Linked DNA regions of Dromaius novaehollandiae: region 1 is linked to region 2. A link is a contact called in public Hi-C data. All regions are on one chromosome and are shown on one strand. Each heading gives the region's core, a stretch centred on a gene start, on an enhancer-like site or on the middle of the called end of the contact. The rest is flanking DNA. Distances are from core to core; before and after follow the strand shown.

Region 1 (5,916 bases), core at 1,767-4,266, 170 kb before region 2:
CAAACCATCTGATAAATGCAAACATTCCTCTCTTGCAAAGCATGGAACTAAAACATACACAAACATAGATAAAATGAGAATACATATTTTTTAAAGTGCATGCACATATCACTTTTTGCATCAGTAAAGTACAACAAAACAGTGACTATGAAAATATCAAGAATGCCAGAGAAAAATCAGTGTGACATTGACCTGAGAATTAAAATACGGAGAAAGTGCTAGATTTGAGGTTGATTTACTATTAACGTGGGACAGTTTCCCAGGATGCGAATGCACCTAGTGCACTACGACTGTTGAAAGGATTGTAGGGAGAAAGTGTAAATAAGGCATTAGACTGATATTCAAGTGGTCTGGATTTAATTCTTGGTTTCTCTGTAGATGCCCATTGTAATTTAAGGCAAATCTTAACTCTTCTGCACTTCCCCATCTGTATCACAGATATAATATTTTCCCCTACTTATCCACAGCCTTTCACTTCTATTGGATTGCAGCTGCATTGTCCCTTCTCTTCTGTGTCCATGTAATACCTAACTGCACGTAATATCAGCCCTGTGTGGAGTACAGTGTCGTCTGAACAGGGGAGGAAATGAGCTAAGTGTGACAAGGCCAATCGGTACCTGTCAACCTCTTAGAAGCCTTCTAACCTGATAATGTCTCAAATTATATTATTTTTTGCAACTAGTTCACTGAAACTGCAAGTTTCATGCCCTGGAACTCCACTTCCACGATTTCACTCTGTTATATTAACAAACAAAAGTAAGCCACAGAAACCTGGCAAAAAAAATACGTATGAAGCGTTTAGGTATAATAATTTGATTTTTAGAAGAAGCATTAGTATTGCCCTCACAAATTGTAAAGATCATGGTCAAACTTGACTCCATAGCTGAAAATGTAAGGATATGTCAGTGTCTAAAGGCCAAGCTATAGAACAGACATTTTAGTATAGAGTCATGATAACATCTGGCAGTATGATTGCTTCAAGGTCTATGCAGAAGGATAGAAAACAGAATAAACCATCTACAGAACTTCAAACTTATTTACAAAGGGTTTTGTAAAATGAAAAGAAAGGATTAACATAGCATTTGAACATTTTCTAAGAAGCTCAACTATAATTAAAAAATAAAATAAAAAATAAAAACAGAACATCTCTTCATTCATCACATCTGCTTCTCTTAGTTTTTAAGTAGCTTTCTCTTTCTTTCACCTCCCTAAACATCTATTTACAATCTAAGTCTGACTAGAGGAATATGATCTTGATTAGCTCAGTATACAGGAGATGCCTATGGTTTCCCTCTGTCATTCTATTTCACAGAATACCCTACATTACTTCAGAGTATCCACTATGCACTGAAATAGAGCTTCTCAGCAAAGCACTGCTTAGGATAAAATCCAGTATATTTTTAGTATCTCCCCCTATACCTACTAAAATACTTTCTTCCATGAACAACAAACGATAAATTGCAAGCTCTTATCTTTATAAGCAATTAACACAAAAGGATGCTGACATCCTCTTGAGGGCACTCAGCTATCCAAGAACTTAGAGCACTTACAAGTCTATTCATCATTCTGTCTCTTTTTTATTTTCATATTAAGCAAATGATCTACTGACAGTAATGCAACGCAGCTTGTTACTATGTCGTGAACTTTTTTTACATTTTTGCGCATCTATGGTACAAATTACAGTACAATGTTTTAACTCACTTGTGCTTTGCCTAATTTTCAGATCACACTCTATAAAAATTTCTACAACAATTACACTTATCAACGTTAGCCCATATCTGGATTCTGACAGTGGTTAATAGCAACTATTTCAGAGGAAAAATTGCTGGAGGCATTTAGGGAACAGCCTGTTCACAGCGAACTGCCTTTTTAACATTAAGTCACTAGTGGTTGGCTTATGCCACAGAAGCATAAGCATTTATATCCTCTGTGCCATCTCTATTTCAAAGCATTCCAACTCTGGATGTTCAAATCATCCATGACTGTTAAATCTCAGTGTAATCTGCATAGACAAACTATTAAAGATTAGTAAGTGTTAATATGTAATTAATATAACAATATGAAGTACATTTGTGGAAGATAAAGGCTACTTGTTTTGAAACTGCAAATGTGGCCAAAAAACTGCAAATGACCAAAAAAATTATTTGAACCTACCATAAGTGCTGCATTTTTATCTCTGAAACCATTTGGGAAAAAGGTGGATTTAAATTGATTCACATCATCGATGATTTCATCGAGGTTTACAGAAACGAACTGCTGAAGGTATCTTCCATAGCACTGTAAAAGTGCCAATTTATACTCCTGAAGAATGAAGAATATGTTATTTTTATAGTTTGCATATTACATTTCTATTTCTATAGAATATTGTTATGCTTATGGAAAAAGTATCGGTGTGAAAGAGCAGTGGAAATAAAACACTGAAGTGTCATACAAACATTCAGCAATATAATTTCTAATGCTAACCCTCACACCTTTTGAAAGGTTAGAGTACTTAAAAGAAGAGCTTGTGACCTGGGAGTTTCTGTTTATTTTAATCATAAATCTGACATATTAGAGAACAATCATAAAGTACGATCCCAGGTTAATGTAATAAACTCAAAGGGTTCCTGGAATGTCCTGCAGCTTTGGAACATAAAGATATGACACTTCTGAGAAAAATACTACATAATGCAGAACTTTATTAACTATATACCGATATCATCACTTCTCTCCCCCTTGTTTCCCTGATGTCAATGCCCTTCTTTTAGGCAGAAAGACAGAACAGCTTAAGATATCAGAAAATCAAACACTTTAGAACCAGATGTAATAAAAATGAGTGAAACAAATGACAGCAACTGGAATTTACATATAGCCAAAAAGCCAGCATTAATAGGCTGGAAATTGCCCCGGGTCTTTAAGAATTGTTAACAAACAGGATGTTGAGCTTTATGTCTCATTCACAATACAGCCCCCGGCAGCATGCGGGTCCTTCCTGACATCATATCGAGACTATGGTTCAGCGCTGACTCAGATGTCGAAGTGCCACTTACTGAATCACCTCCACCACTTCCTGCAGCAAAGATTGTTTAGAGGTTTCTCTACCAACTTCACTTGTGGGAAACTATGCTGCAGGGTAATTCAAACAGCATGGCTTTATGTAGGTATCTTTAAGGTTTTGTTTTCCCTTCCCTCACAGGAAGAGGGATGTGTAGATTGTACTGCAGTCATCCCCATGCAGCCTCGGAGCATTTTTTGTTTTCTTTAACTTGTAGATTACTTTAGTCTTTGCTTAAAAGAACTTATTTCCCTCCCATGTATGCTTCACACAATCTACCTTTTCATAGAAAGTTGAAAGCGCCCTGTGAGTACTACGTAAAGCTACGCACAAGAAAGAAAGAGAGAAAATTTTTCATTGAATTTTGTGAGGGGCTTAGACGGAACTGACTCTGTAAGGGAAACAAGTAAAAACTCAGTTGATTGGGAACTGATCTGCTGTTTCACACGATGAAAGGGTCATATGATAAACACAGGAAAACCTGTTCTGCCTGACAACCAAAAGTCTTTTTGGCAACTCTGCATATACTAATTTCTTTTCTAAGTTGTAGTAAAGACAATGTATAGCATTACTATTAGAATTCAGTGTGATTAATAGCTCAACATTATTAGTAGTTGTTACTAGCACACACACATGCACACCAAGCAGTCATGATAAATTCTGGGCAAAGAAAATTAAAAGCAACTAATTTATATTTGTAAAAATGGTACTTTAATATTTAATCATGGAAAATTCAGAAGTATTTCCCTGCATACACTGTTTTCAGTATAAATTCCAACCACCACGGTGACATTTACCCTGAATTTTTAATCATCTGAAGAGTCTAACTCACATGATCCAGATTACTTAAGGGATCCTACCTTCTCTGCTGTGTAAAAGGAGCAACCAGAAACCTTCACTTCCCATGGACATGTACGGGCAGTTGGTCACTTGTATAATCTAATACATAGACTGTGGTAACTCTAGAATCCTAAACCGTGGATCAGAATCCCATTAAGCTAGTTACTAATATATAACAAAAGATTGATCCCATGCCCAAACAGTTTAAAATATATATGTATGAGACCAGAGATAACAGGCAGATACAAGCAGAGAGGAAGGAAACAAAATGAGTCAGTGCCGATCAGTATGATGACTAATGGGCTGCTAACTGATTTCCAGATATATGACATAATGAATTGAGGTGTGCTCTAAATGATAAATAGCAGATGTATAATAGAAAGGAATCTAAAGTGAAAAGACATTAAAAAAGGAATAGCAGAAGGACAGGAACTAATGACGTAGAGGGGAATGTGGTGCTTACCTGTTGACTATCCATATTCAGTATTTTTTCTTCTACAGACGATGCATCTTTAAGTATTATATACAATAAAGGAGGATTAAAACTTAACATAATCACCAGCAGTTTTCAAATAGAGTCCAGCGGGACCAAAGAAAAGTTGTATTTATGCCACAGGCTCCACCCTGCCTATCACAGAACTTGGTGTTACTCCACATTCACCTTTTCAGTGATGCATTAAACTCTTGCATCTATTACATGTTTTTTCTCTCTGTATTTTCTCCAGGAAGAGAAATGGATATGATGAAAACTAAATTTGGAAACTCAAGGACATGCACTAAAAATGGGAGTTCCGTAGTTCCGAAGAGAGTTCATTTCAAAGTTTTACACCGGCCACTAAGACAACTTCTTCTACAACATAGATGACTTTACCCTTACTGTAGAAAACCACATTACACCAGAGGATCCAAGTTGTAAGTAGAACTCTTTACTGAGAATTCTAGGTTATTTTTAGCCACTCCAGGGCCATGTCATTAAGCACCTTGAAAATAAGGACCAAATTACGACATTTTAGTTATCCTATGGGAAGCCCATGTAAAGTACAGAGGCCACGGTTTGGTATGTTTGAAATAACTTCTTACTGAGCATGTTGTGAGACCACAGTTCCCAAGCAAGGAAAGCTTCATTTAATATGAAAAGACATTTCTACAGCCCAGAAGGTATGAAAACTTGAGGAAAACAGGAGCCTGAAGAAAACATGAATGGAATTGTTTAGGCAATGAAAGGGCTATTAACAAATGCTTTATTTGAGAGCTTCCATGAGAATTTCTGGGAAGATTCCTAAACTGCTATACCATGAGCCTATACCTTCAAGTAAGAGAGCATTAGTTTTAAGGACTTTTCTAAATACCTTCTGCAACCTACCAGTAATTATTTGAGTCTTGCTAAAGTTCAGCTTCAGCTTGCTGTTCTTTAATCAGGAGGCAGGCCACTTTTGTGAAAGTGTTATGGGCAAATGCAATGAAGGATATATAAGACTTAGTAACATCTGCATGATAACCTTTGTCCAGGTTTGCTGAACAGTTCACCTAGTAGCCACACATATAGGACAGAATTACAGAATAGCATTTATCCTTGCTAGATTACACAAGCAAAGAATATAATAGTTGAAGTACTGTTTCACTGGATGTGTTCCTCCAAAAGATGTCTCCTCAAGCGACTTTGATACATTTCCAGTTATGTCTGCTACTTCTCTAGGTAAAAAGGGAGAACCTAATACTGTCAAATGTTGAGGAGAATGAAAAAAGGTAAGAGAGGATAGGTTCCCTACATCTATCAACAACAAGAGAGTATCACTGCTTTCAAAGCATTTCCATTACTGAGTCACAAAACACCAAGGCTACGAGTGACAACAGACATTAAACTACTTTCCTAATGCACAAGTAATAGAGTGTTCTTAAAAATTATTTACGATTTAAAAAGTACACAACGTCAGTTATCTGCTTTTCTTTTTGAGGAGGGAGGGGCAAGAAACATAACGTTTCTTGAACAGCAACACAAATCTCAATATCTTTCCTAAATATTGCTGTAACAACGTTTAATC
Region 2 (6,682 bases), core at 974-3,473:
GGTCTCAACAACCTTTAATGGAAGCTTTATGCTCAACACATATGGTCAGATAGAATCTTAGATGCTCTAAACAATTAGGCTTCAGGCATCTCACATGGAGTATCCTGAATCTGATAAACTTGGCTTTAATCTTTGTGCCTTATTCCCATTCTCTAAAATGTCAAAAAGGATTGAAAGAAAAATAATTTTTAAAAGTCACTTAATTAGGTAGTAACATACATTCTTGGTACAGAATGAGACAGGCAACCTATGGAAGAAATATGTATTGTGTCATGGAAAGTCTAATCAAAAGGATATAGACAAAGGAGTCAAAATTAATTTTTTCATGGTCTAACACATGTGGCTTTGCAATCACACTATTTTTAAAACATTTATACAATGCATTTGACACACAACAAAATTTTCTAAGCCATGAAACAAATCTGCTAGGTTGATTTGACTTAAATAGCCTAGTAATTTTACTTCCTGATCAATTCCACTCACTACCTTTGATGCAAATAATTACTGGCATAGCTAGAAAGAATTATACTTGGAAATACAGTGTTACATGTCAAAAGGATATTTCAGGATGGAGCTTTCTGACAGTCCATTTCTCAGGCAACGGTGACAGTTAACCACACTAACACATCATTTGCATTACCAATTCATATTTGTTCAGATGTGCCCCTAACTGGGTGATCTATACAATGCAATGTGATTTCCATGCACCAAACTTTAAGTTCAGGAGTGAGATAGGACGGAGGCGACTTGGATTACCTGCGCTCATAATACTGCCCCTCTTCATTTCATCCAGGCTAACAGCCCAACTCAAACGCCTAAACTTCGAGCAGCGACAAAGTCAGCACTGCAAGTTCTCCCTGAAGAGAAGGGCAGAAAAGGACAGGCACTTCCAAAGGCAAAACTGTCCCATCCAAGACCTGGCTTTCCTGTAAAGGGGGGCCCAAGTTCCTCACTGAGCTGAGGTGACTACAGGCCCAAATGCCAAAGACTGGCAGCCTCTGAGTATGGAGGCTGACTTTTAGCAAAAGGTGCAAGTCTTACGAAAACATCATGCAAGTTGCACTAGAAATGGTTAAGACATACACGTGCTGATGGGCTGTATTACCATTTTTTGATGAAGACAATATACATGACTTCCCATACAACAAAGTGTTAGCCAAGCAGCATTAAGGCTACAAAAATAAGTCATTAACCTGTGGGGCAAAATAAAACAAATAAGCAACTCATCTTAAAAACTAGGCAGTAGAAAACCAGGAGGTGCAGAGGCAAAACTAACTAAACAAAACACTCATTACCCGAAAGGTTTATGACACAAACTGCAAGAGAGATAAATAGAGCCTCTTTCAGGCACTGAGTTTGGTAGAGCTCCCGGGTGGGAAAAGTCAGAAGGTGGCGGAGGAAGCTGGAGAGCAGCTCTGCAGCATTCAAGACCTTGGCACAGGTCTTTAGCTTTCAGATGACCCTGTTGCATCTACCTGCAAATACCCGCTTCGCCCAGATACACCAAGTTTTGTAATGGGATTCTTTCTCCATAGGCCCTCCATAGCTCTTATAAAAGAAATAGAAATATTGCTGACCCTGGACAAGTTTTGAAGGTGAAAAGTGGGGATCCCTCCAATGACTAAAAACAAAACCAGCCCCTTTACACTTTATAAAGACGGCAGAGGAACACCTGGGACTCCGAGCCATGACCTAGCCGTGGGACTCAGGGAAGATGAGGCACGGAGGAGCAGGAGAGGCTACTGGGGAAGCCCAGGGGCCGAAAAAATCAGCTGGAGATCAATTAAATGAGCAAGACACAGAAGGCAGTGCACTAGCCGGCATCATGCACTACAGGTAATCCCAGAGTGATCAGACGTGTACATGAAAAGGATTAAGAAGCAGAGTCAGAGCAGGGGAATTAATTTCACTGAGCATATGAAAAAACAATTGATTCCTTTTGTAGCCAAAGCAGCTGCAAAAGATTCAGCTCCTTTTCTTTTGCCCCACCACAGCAGGCAGACACCTCCATTTACACTTCTCTCACAGGAAAGCGTGTGCATTCGCAAGCACATCTCTCTGTAACAGACGCCTTATTCTCCTTTTCAACTGGTCTGGAAAACGTGTGTATATTTTTTGTACGTCCACTTGCTGCCTTTGTATGCGAATGCTGGCGAGCAGCACGTTTTTCGGAGCAGCGTGACGTTGGGCATTGTTAGGGTCTCATTCACGTTAGCATGCGGCTTCCTTTATTTCTGCAGGTTGCAGCCAGGAAACTGGAAAATGGGCCACAGGAAACCTGGCCTCCTACATCTGTCCCAGTTTGTAATAGCAGCTCTGGTTTTATTTTCTAAGTGTCTCAGGTTCATTTTAACCCTTGAGGTGACTCCAGCATTAACGTGTGAAAGAATACAGCTATTCTGTCATTACTTATGTTATTTAGATAATTTTTTTAACCAGTTTCTCATAACTGGAAATTGAGATGTCATTAAATTGCACTCATTTCTAAAGCAAAAAGTATTTATAAAACAAACAGGTACGTGAGTTTAAAAAAAGTTTTTTGAAATTACCAAAAAATTCAATTCTGTAATGACAAATATCAAAGACAAAATATACTCAGAGAAAAATATGGAATAATGCAATCTCTAGCTGCTTTAGCTATGTATTTTTTAACAAAGTTCTAAAGTGAATGTTCATATAGAAAGTCTAACAGCTTACAGATGCCCCACGCCAATTTTTCTATTTTACATTTTTGTTTCTAACAAAATTGAAGCATATTTATTTTGTACTTAATTCCAGAAGCAAACGTGAGACGATTGAGAAAAGATACTTTTCTAAAATAACCAAAGAAATCAGCAAATCTTAATACTTTCCACTGAAAACTGTCCTGTATAACACGGAGTTTATCAGGAGAGGTTAAAGAGAACTGCCGAAAATGTCTAAATGTTTGCTAAGAAACATTTAAAAGAACAAGGCAAAAGTCTGCGTCAGTTCTTACATTTTATTTCTCAACAGAGATGCTTCAAGGATGATAAATAGGATGTGGTTGGTGAAAAGTTAGTGATTCTGCCAGAAAGAAGGAAAAACAAATATCAATTTGTTTATTTAGAAACTTTGTCAAATATTCATCAAAGGAGATCGTCCTGCTAATTTAACTGGCTTTGAAAAAATAAACTCGCAAGGAAGTGTGTAAATATACGTGTTTTAACTTGATGCAGAACTTTCTCTGTTAAATGTCAATAAATCAAACTAATGGTGCAACCCACATTCACAGCACTTTAGGGAACTTGCTGTGTGTGTATGATACAGAACGCTAGTAATTTTTCCATATCCAGCAACTGGGACATTTCCTGCCAGAGCATCCTCAGAGTTTTTCTATTGTGTTGAAACTGCAAAAACTTTCTAAATCAGGACTTCCTCCTATTATATTTTAGAGGCGTCTTTCTGGGAAATGCAGATTCAAGTTAAAAAAAAAAATAGGAATTCCTGCAGCACCACCCAGTGGAAACATTAGAGAAAGTTGAAGACTGCCCAGCACAGAAGTTCCAATTTGCCTTCGGGACTACAGTAATACCGCCACACAAATCCAAAGTGGTTTAAGGATGTGTCAAAGAAACACAGAGGGTTTTTGCTGACCGTTGTACTTAACAGAGTCACACGAGGTACACCTGCTCTGCCACTCCTGCTTAATAGTCTTCTCTTAAATTTATATTATTATTACAAGATTGTTTACAATAAAGTGTGATAATTTACAGGGCCACCTTCTCAAGCAACAACACCCGCTGTTCTAGCCTCAGCACATTTAAAAAAATAAACAGACTCCTGCAATTGCTGCACCACAAAAGAGGCAGCAGCAAACCCAGTGAAATATTACGTGACGACGTTAAGTTACACTGCAGCAAAGAAAGCATTCATACACGTCCTGTAGTGCTTCCGGCAGGCATATCTGATAACACAATGTTTTCAATTTTTTTTTTTTTTAATAAATCAAAGAAAGACTGAGGCAGATGGCCAGAGGAAGAAAGTTCCACAACCCACAAATTAACACAACAAAGGAAAGGTCGCCTGCCAAGGAGAGGTGTGATGACACAGCCTTAAAACATGAGTATTTTCAGATTTCTCTGTAAGGATGCAGTTCAAGAAACAGTCTTAATCATAACGGAGTAAAAGCCCTTAGCAGGAGGGAATATGGCTAGTTGCCTCCCCGCAAAAGGCTTGAAAAACAACCTGCTCAACTATTTCTAAAGCTGGCCATCAGCAGAACTACATAAATCGCTAATGGCCCCAACCATTCACCTTGGGGAAGATGTAAAATGAATGCAGACTCCTTGCCCTGCTGTCTGTCTGCTCATGTGGTGCACATCTGGGGCACGCAGGCAGTACGTTGCGCTGCAATCTGAGCGACTTCTGGTTTCAAAGCCAGCTCTATATGTTTCTTTTCCCCATATGAGCTTCTCTTACATTTTTGCCGGTATCAACAGGACACAGTTCATAATTATTTGACTGTCCTATGCAAAATCTCGGACAGTCCCCTTTGTAAATTCAGGGAAAGTATGCATTCAAACAAAAACCAGATAAAGACACAAGAAGGCAGAGGATACAGTCTTCAGGAACAGAGGCTACTCTAAGAAGTTCATTTCTCATGTATCAAGTGGCAATTACTCCCAAATGTGAATACTTTTTCCTTATCTGTACTCCTTTCTTAAACTGAACTATTAACATTCCCAGTTTTGTAACTTATGTTAATGGCTCTAGCACTGTAAACAGTGTAATAATACAATCAGCTGTATCAAATGCTGCTTTTCATACATTTCATATTTAGATTTTTAAACTAATCTTCCCCTCTTGACTGATTTTTCCTAGACTAGAAAATTATGTAAACAGGCAGACCATTATAATACTGTGGATAGAGAGGCACAGAATAAAAATGAAAGGAAATGCAATTCCGGTAGTTCTGTTTTGGCAAGCTGAGGTGGCTGGCAATTTCTGTGTGACCTGAAGCACAGCAAGATGATAGCAGCTTACACTGGCAGCCTGAGCTGGCCTTCCTCGGCACGTTGAATTTTCAGAATTTGCTGGATTAGCAAGATGAGTCATTAAACTATTAAATAACATAAGCAGCTTACCTGTATGTTCTCACATCGCAAGGAGATTCAGTCATAGCATTATGCTGAAAATGGTGTAACACAATTGAGCAGATGGTAATCTACATACAGATAGAACCATTTTACCTAGACCATTCCCTCCCAGGACGTTAACTACTGTAATAGTTCTTGGAGCAGGAGCCAGGTTTTATGATCCTTAGTCATAAATAACGAGCAGTTAGTCATAGCACTAGTCAAGGTGCATCCTTTTCACTTTACACGCTGTATTAATCCTGTGTGTCATGGTCTCATGGTAAAAACCTAAATTAAGAATCTTTCTTACATGTCCTATCTCAAAACTTTGGGATCCTTCTCCTTTCTGAGTGCTAATCAAAGCTCTGTTACGCAAGTTTACCATGTGCTAAACTAGAGTGAAACCTAATTAAAAGAATAAACTGATGTTTTATCTTCTAACATTTTTCGCTTGTCTAATATACCAATAGGAACCCGAAGGTCACACTTACACCTTTCCCCTAACAGTATTCATTAAATGCTGAAACAGCCAACAGAATGTATTCTAAAATACAGGCGATTTCTGCCAACAGAACATCCGGTTATTACTCTCCTGTACTGTGTCCTGTGTACTTAAACCAATTCCCATGGTTGCAGCAAACTATGAAGAAAAGACAAATAGGGGGACGGTATTTCAATGATTACTGCAAACTCCACTGTGGAACAAGTGCCTGGACTGCCTAGGTTTAGAAATGACATCAATTCACCAGTTGGTTTGCCAGTGTCTCTGCTGCTGGGGATACATAACATTATTTTCATTTGTACACTGACTCCTGGAGGAAATTCCATGTTTAAATAAAATGTAAAGACTATATCCCCTCTCCTCAGCTTAGACCAGACTACAGTCAGTTTTATCATACCCTATTCCCAGGGAAGGCTAGGATCAACCCCGCCTTGATATAGCTCTATGCTGGAAGCATGTGCGTCGGAGAGCTTCAGCACAGGACTGGTGGCGTGAAGCAGGGCTGCAGTCACACTTTCTGTGTGACTGTGTTTCTCTTAGCTGGAGCCTGCTAAGCTAACCACGGATGCCGGGACATGCTCTGAGTCTGCTCTGAGTCACCAGGCTTCAGAGAGGCCCTACAGCTAGAGTCTAAACCCACACTGCCATCTCAGCTGCGTTAGCGTAACCTGGAAGAAATCCTCTGAAGGCGGTCAACTTTCTCCAGATTCCACTACCACGACTGAAATAGGAATCTGCTCTAAGTTTCTAAGTGCTTTTCAAAGATCGCTTCGTCTAATGAATTACTATAAATTGCTAGGCAGAGATAATAGTGGTACTTGAGTCTATAAACTTCTTGTGTTGTAGCGTGACTTGATACAACAGAGGACACTCTGCACGACCACAATGCAAACATTTAAAAACAAGAACACTCATTAGGATCCTTCCCAAAAAGCTTGAACTGAAATACATATGATCAATTTTCTTCAAATCAAAAAAAAAAAAAAGAAGAGCTATACAGAGATACAGTAAAGAGGTGCTGTCACCACATTAGAGGCAAACGGATGTTTAACAGAAGTCTGTTTTGTAGACGAACTGTCAGCTG

What was found. A called contact is a pair of places that touch in the nucleus more often than the background predicts.
Region 1: a contact with region 2 is called in a Hi-C map of brain, with 5 times the contacts expected there. The contact joins two enhancer-like sites. A contact is called at or near these places in 2 of 4 Hi-C or Micro-C datasets (brain and liver).

The regions. Positions count from the first base shown.
Region 1 is chr1:47,887,986-47,893,901 of bDroNov1.hap1, reverse strand. CFAP54 (cilia and flagella associated protein 54) reads right to left here. Exons shown (of 69, transcript XM_026123229.2): 3 at 2,155-2,301; 4 at 1-47. Among named protein-coding and RNA genes, the nearest start is that of CFAP54, 11 kb to the right of the region's middle. Within about 2 kb of position 3,016, at least 1 of the 2 cell types and tissues checked has open chromatin away from gene starts, as enhancers often do.
Region 2 is chr1:47,720,587-47,727,268 of bDroNov1.hap1, reverse strand. The region is part of intron 1 of ELK3 (ETS transcription factor ELK3); the gene reads right to left. Among named protein-coding and RNA genes, the nearest start is that of ELK3, 10 kb to the right of the region's middle. Within about 2 kb of position 2,223, at least 1 of the 2 cell types and tissues checked has open chromatin away from gene starts, as enhancers often do.